2 separate regions of the Ovis aries genome follow, and region 2 is linked to region 1. The links are chromatin contacts, called in public Hi-C maps. All regions are on one chromosome and are shown on one strand. The core of a region is the stretch at or near the end of the contact, and the rest is flanking DNA. Distances in the headings are between cores, read along the strand shown.

Region 1 (2,984 bases), core at 364-2,863:
GGGAGGTTGCTGTCAGCGGTTGTAAGTGCTGTGCCTACTTGTGCCAGCGAACTCCCCTCTTTAGGTCTTGGACAGGCAGCAGCCTCAGGGACGTCCGAGAGATTGTGAGGAGCGCCAGGCGTAGTTCTCACACCTTAGCTTTCTGCCCCGTGGGGACGAGTGGGCCTGAGAGGTGCTGTGTGTGGTGTCATGGGATTTGGTGCTGGAGCCAGGGCCACATCCGTGCTGGGGGGTGTGGGCTCTGCCTGCTGCTGAGATGTGATTTCATCTGGAGGCAATGTGAACAACAGCAGGAACAGCAGCGCAACGTGTGTGGCGAGGGCGGGGCAGGGCCCGGATTAAGAGATTGCTGGCTCCTGCTGACAGAGGCGTCTGTTAATGATTGTGAGAACTGTCACTATTTTTACTGCCTTCCCGATAGGCCGCTTGGCACGGTGCCCGGGGTGAACCTGCAGCGAGAATGGGGGCAGCTCCACCCTGTGTGCTGGGCACATGTGGGGCGGCTCTCACTCAGGGAAAGCAGGTGTGCCCGGGGGCTGTGCCGCTCACCTGAGACCGAGCTGGCACCAGCCTCCTGCCTCCTGTGGTGTTTCAGCTGTTCTGGCCACAGAGCAGGTGATGCTTGTCCATCTGAGGGTAATTCTGTGACGTTTGTGTCCCCTGTGGTTTTTACAGGGATCTGAGAACCTTTTGAAATTCATTGCAGAGTATTGTGGGGGGAGAGGTGGCAGGTGCTGGATTTTGAGGTTTTCTGGGGAGCTCCTCAAGGCCTCTAACCTGAAATGTTCGTGTGCTCCTGCTCTAGAACCTCAAAGCCTTTTGCCTTTTTATACTTAATCAACTGTTGGAAGAAGCTTTATTATCCTCATTCTACTTTGTTCACACAGGTGTTTATGGGGAGCCTGCGTGTGCCAGGCGGCATTCAGGGCACAGCAGGCAGGGCGCCTCTGACCTCAGAGGGTGTCCAGTCCATGGGGAGGCAGATAGTAAGCAGGTGAATGCATCCAAATCCAGCGTCACATCTCAGGAAGGACTGAAGACGAGGGCAGGAGGGGACTCCAGACTCACATGGGCCTGTTAGATGGCCGGGGAGAGCCTCTCTGAGGAGGTGACACTGAGCGGAGACCCTGGGCAGGAGAGGTCTGGGCGGAGGGAGCCCCAAGACCACGGCTGGGGTGTTGGAGGCTGGGCACCGAGGTGGGAAGGGGCTCGGAGCCCAGGGTGAGCAAGGGCTGCGGGAGCCTGGGGCCACTGGGCTCCCCTGGAGGAGGATGCTGGGCCTGCGAAGGGACCGCCGGTACGCGCAGTCCCCCTCCTTCAAGCAGGTCTAGGTGCAGAGCTGGGAGGCAGCGGAAGGCGTCGGCCTCAGAGTCGTCACCTTGTACTCGTGCGTGGCACACTCCCTTTGCAGTGAGACCTGCTGTCCTGGTGCTAAAGTTCAGCACCGACCCCGCCCCCACCCCGCCGGCCCTCCCCAGCACTTTCTCCCCTCCCGCACTGTCATTCCTGTTGCAGAATCTATCCCTGATCAGAGGTTCCGGGAATGTGGGATGGAGGGGTTGGGCCCGAAGGTCAGCCCCGGGATGAGGACCTGGGGCTTGATAACAAGTTTATGGCTGGGCTGGGAGCGCTGGGTTTCCTGACAGCGAGTCCTGCCCAGCAGGCTCACCCTCTGTGTCCTCACCCTGACATCCTGAGTGGCAGCGCAGGTCTGGCCGAAGCTTCAGACGGTCAGGAGCTCAAGAGGGCCTCTCGATTTCGCCTCCCCGCATGCACGTTTCCCAGCTGTCCTCAGGGCACAGACCCATAGCCTAAGAGCCCCTAACTTGGCGAGCGTCAGTCTAGAAGGGCTCTTGTTCATAGCGGCTCCCCTGTCCTGGGCTGCCGGGGGCTCCGTGTGGTGTCCCCCTGACTTCCTTCACTCCACTAGCCCTGCTCCATCACGACGCACCAACGGTGGCGTCTCACCATTCACGGTCTTTCTGTTTTCTTTTTGATGGAGAAAGATTGTGCAGATGAGACTGCCGGGGAAGTTGGCGGGGTGATAGCAGGCCTTCCCAGAGTGGTTAGTAGGTTAAAGGTGCGCTCTCTCTAATCCAAGCACTCACCTGGAGGAGGCAGAGGTGGCAGAGGAAGGATGAGAAAGGTGTGTGTCACACGTGACCAGCCGGAGGGACAGCGCCCCACAGGCTGGAGACGGGCTCTCCAGGGGAGTGCTGAAAAAAACAGTCTTCACCTTAAGCGGGGTTGAAAAGCTCCTTTCAGGGGTCCATGATGAAAACTCGTTGAGAAGCAGTGGTCCTGCGGGGGAGCTGTGGGCCAGGCCGAGTTGGGCCGTCCGCCTCTGGTGGCCGACCTGTAGACTGCCGTGCAAGGGAGCGGTCCCTGCTTAGGCAAATGTTACAACTGAGGGCATGCCAGACCAGGCCCCTCTAACCTTCCCCACAGACCTGGATCCAGGGGCCTCGGCCGGGTGGCAAGTGGCCCTCCTCAGCCTTGCCATATGTCACCCGTGCAGGCGGGGCCTCCCTGTCCTGGCTCTCACTGTCCGCTCTCCGAACAGCTGGACAGGCAGCACCGAGCAGACCCAGCGTCTTTACGGGGCTGCTCTTGGCATCAGAAGGGCTAGAGCAGGGACTCCGCTAGCAGTCTAGTGGCTAAGACGCTGCACTTCCACTGCGGGTGGCACAAGTTCAGCCCCTGGGTGGAGAGCTACAGTCTCACAGAGCTGCGTGGAGCAGCCGAAAATTAAAGAAGAAGAAAACAGAATAGTGGAAATAGTAGCCGCTGGTGGAGATCTCGCCTGTCCCGCCCCGCTCCAGCCTTAAGGAGAGCTGGGGCGGTCAGGCTGAGCCTCGGGCAGGTGGGGAGCTTTGCCTGCAGAGGACAGGGCCTCTGGCGCAGGGCGCTGGGGCCGGCCTGCCCACCCCCGGGGTCTGGACGTGTGGTCAGGTGAGCCGCGTGCTTGCTCACATGCAGCGGCC
Region 2 (2,984 bases), core at 177-2,676, 38 kb before region 1:
CAGTAAAAGCCGCTCTCCTGCAGCTTGCGCACTGCGTTCACCACCAGCTGGTACTCGCTCTTGGAGCTGAAGGTCTTGAGGCGCAGGCTGGCGTCCAGGGGGCGGCTCATCCCGGCGGCGGGGAACTTGCTGTGGGTGACCATGGCGCACGGAGCCAGCGTGGGGCTGCGCGGCGGCGGCGGCGGCTGCAGCTGTTCGGCGGCCTCCGCACAGCGGCCGCTACCGCATCCCGGGGGGCTGCGGGGAAGAAGGCGCGCGCCGCGTGAGTGCCCGGAACCCTCCAGCGCGCCCGCCCCGCCCCGGCGCCCCTGCCTCTGCCTAGCGGCCAGGACACCAGCTGCCCCGGAGGCGCTCACCTGGGCCCCCGTTCCGACCCAGACGCCCCACGGAGCCCGCCCAGCCCCCGCCTCCAGGCAGCCCTTTCCCCAGCGCGCACTGGTAAGGTGCCGAGTGGGAAACTCGGGCGCGGAAGTTGGGTCTCCAGGAGCGTGGCCGGGGTGGGGAGGGAGAGAAGGGCCCCCGGGACGCTCTGGGCGCCGCTCAGTCCGGTGGCCCCGGGGGGTCAGGGACGGAGAAAGAAATCCGAGGCAAGGGGTGGGGGGTGGAGCGGGGTAGGGAGGGGACCCGAGAAGCCGGAGGGCCCCAGTTTGGGTATTCCGGGAACCTGGGATCTCCGGCTTCCATCCACTCTGCCCCCTATCTCGTCCCCTCCCTGCCGGGAATGACCCGGGAAGGGGAGGGGAAACCGGGAAAAGCTCCCGGGACTAGCGAACCCTCCAGCCCCCCCGCTCCACGCCGCGCCCCTCCTTCCTACCTGGTCCCGAACCGAAGTCTTTGGCTTCGGGGCTGCGCCTCCTACGGTCCCCAAGGCACGGCGGCCAGCGGTGGGTGGCCCGCGCTGCGCCCAGATGTTGGCAGCCGCGAAGTCCACAAAGGGGCCTCGCGCGCGCGTCCCTCGGGCTTCGCCGGGGCGCCCGCCCTGCCCCCTGCGCGCCCCCGGGCCGGCCGGGCGGTGGGGGGTGAGGGGGCGCGAGGCGAGGGGCCGCGACCGGAGCTGGGCCGGGCGGGCTGCGTGCGGGGCCGGAGTGGCGGCGGCGGCGGCGGCGCGGGGAGTGTGAGTCGAAGCCGCCGCGGAGGCCGCGCTCGCGGGTATATACGCGGCCCGGCGCCCCGCCCCCCCGATTCCTGGAACTGCTCGGCCGGCCTTCTTGTAATGTTTAGTCACTACTCGCAGCAATGAAAGGCTGCGCGCCGAGCGGAGGGAGGGGCCGCGGGCGGCCGAGGGCGGGCCGCGAGCGGGGCCGGGGACCCGCAGAGACGCGCGCAGAGACAAAGCGCGGCGCGAGGCGGCCCGGGCGGCCCGGCGGGCGCGGCGCCAGCCCCGGCGGCGCGTTCCTGGCAGCGGCCCCTCCCCCGCGCGCGCTCCGCCCCCAACTTCTCATTCACACTTTCCCCCTCCCTTCTAAGAAGGCCAGTTTCTGGCAGAGGCGGGGGCGCCGCTCCCGGAGCTCGGGCAGTTCCAGGAGGCCAAGAGGGAGAGGCTCCTGGCTTCCCCCTCTTCCCTCTTCTCGGACCTCGCGGGGAGACCCCCCGCAACCCACCCACCCACCCACCTCGCCCCCACCCGCTCCTGCCCGGGGTTCCGATCGCGGCCCCAGGAGGCCCATGCCCGCCTCTGGGGAACTGGGGACACCCCACCCCCACTCCCAAAGCCGGGCCTCGAAACTAGGACCGGACCTGGAAGCCTGGGGGCGGAAGAAAGCGCGAGCGTCACCCGTGGGCCTGTCCCCGAGGTGAAGCCGGGAGTCCTAAGCGTGGAAGGAACGCCGCCTGCGTGGCAGCTGTCCGGTCTCAGTCCATCGGCCCCCTGCTAGGTTCTCTGCCGACATGAGTGCCGCCTCCCACCGCTCCAAAGACACAAACGCAAGCAGCAATCGCGGTGGCCCTTCTGAGTCTCCGAACCTGCCAGGTGCCCTCAAGCAGCGGGACGGGCCCGAGGGCGAGCGATGGCCCCACCCCGCGCCCCGCGTCCGCTAGAGGGCGCCCTGGGGTCTGCGAGGTGGAGTGGAGTTCCACAAGCCCTGAAACGTGAAACGCAGGGGCTGTGGGGGTGCTGGCGCAAGAGCTGGGGCCGGGGGAATTTGTCGCGGGTGGGGGACCCAGGGAGAGTTAACATCACAGTCTGGAATTAGACCTGGGAATAAAAAATTCCAGCAGAGGAGAATTTACGGAAAGCAGTTTTCAGTTCAGCCCACTTTCAGATACCCAGTCCTACCGCCTAGAATATTCCCCCTCCGCTCCCCCAGTGTGGGGGGTCCGATCTCCCCCCGGGGGTGAGAAGGGGAGGTGCTTAAGGTGAACAACGGATTTGTTCTTGGTCACGTTGGCGTGGATGTGGGTGGTTTGGGTTAACCAGGGCCAGCTTTATGAAGGATGGAAAGTTTTCTGCGCCCCAAACAGGCAGTGGGGTGCTGGGGACACCTGAGTACCAGTTTAGGAGCGCTTAGATTGTCATCTCTCAGAACGCAGGGGCTGACAGCTTTGACCCTGCCCTCTTCCCGGACTCCCCGCCTCTGAGGATAAGGAAAGGGAGGGGGAAAGAAAACTCCGGAGACCTGGCTCCTTGGCGTCTCTGGGAGCTGATAGGCACCTCTCCGCGCCTTTGGTTTGCTACTCTCTCCTCCGTGCATTCACCTCTCTCCCCACAGATGTCAGAGGAGTAAATGAGTTGTGGGTAGGACACCCAGCCTCTCTGGAAATTGGCTTTGCCCTCTGTAAAGCAGGAATAATAATCTTTTCCCATCAGAGATCTGAGATTAAAAAGATAAGAAAAGATTCTGCACATCAAAATGTGCTAGGAATGGCAGTAATTCAGTCCAATTCTCCCTTCGAGAGAGGAGTCATTAGGAGGAAGTCTTCTTGTTACTTCTGCAGAGGGGGGAATTGATTTATTCAACACATTTCACAAATATTGGACTCTGTGT

Evidence for each region. A called contact is a pair of places that touch in the nucleus more often than the background predicts.
Region 2: a contact with region 1 is called in a Hi-C map of liver, with 1.6 times the contacts expected there. The contact joins the promoter of SOCS3 here to the enhancer-like site in region 1. A contact is called at or near these places in 3 of 16 Hi-C or Micro-C datasets (blood and liver).

The regions. Positions count from the first base shown.
Region 1 is chr11:53,134,475-53,137,458 of ARS-UI_Ramb_v3.0, reverse strand. All of the region lies in intron 7 of PGS1 (phosphatidylglycerophosphate synthase 1), which reads left to right. Among named protein-coding and RNA genes, the nearest start is that of PGS1, 23 kb to the left of the region's middle. Within about 2 kb of position 1,613, at least 8 of the 54 cell types and tissues checked have an H3K27ac peak or open chromatin away from gene starts, as enhancers often do. A contact at or near this core is called in liver, where this site is marked.
Region 2 is chr11:53,172,785-53,175,768 of ARS-UI_Ramb_v3.0, reverse strand. SOCS3 (suppressor of cytokine signaling 3) reads right to left here and starts at 1,426. Exons shown (of 2, transcript XM_027974200.3): 1 at 815-1,426; 2 at 1-237. The coding sequence starts at 143. LOC121820651 (a long non-coding RNA gene) reads left to right here and starts at 1,334. Exons shown (of 2, transcript XR_006061292.2): 1 at 1,334-2,984.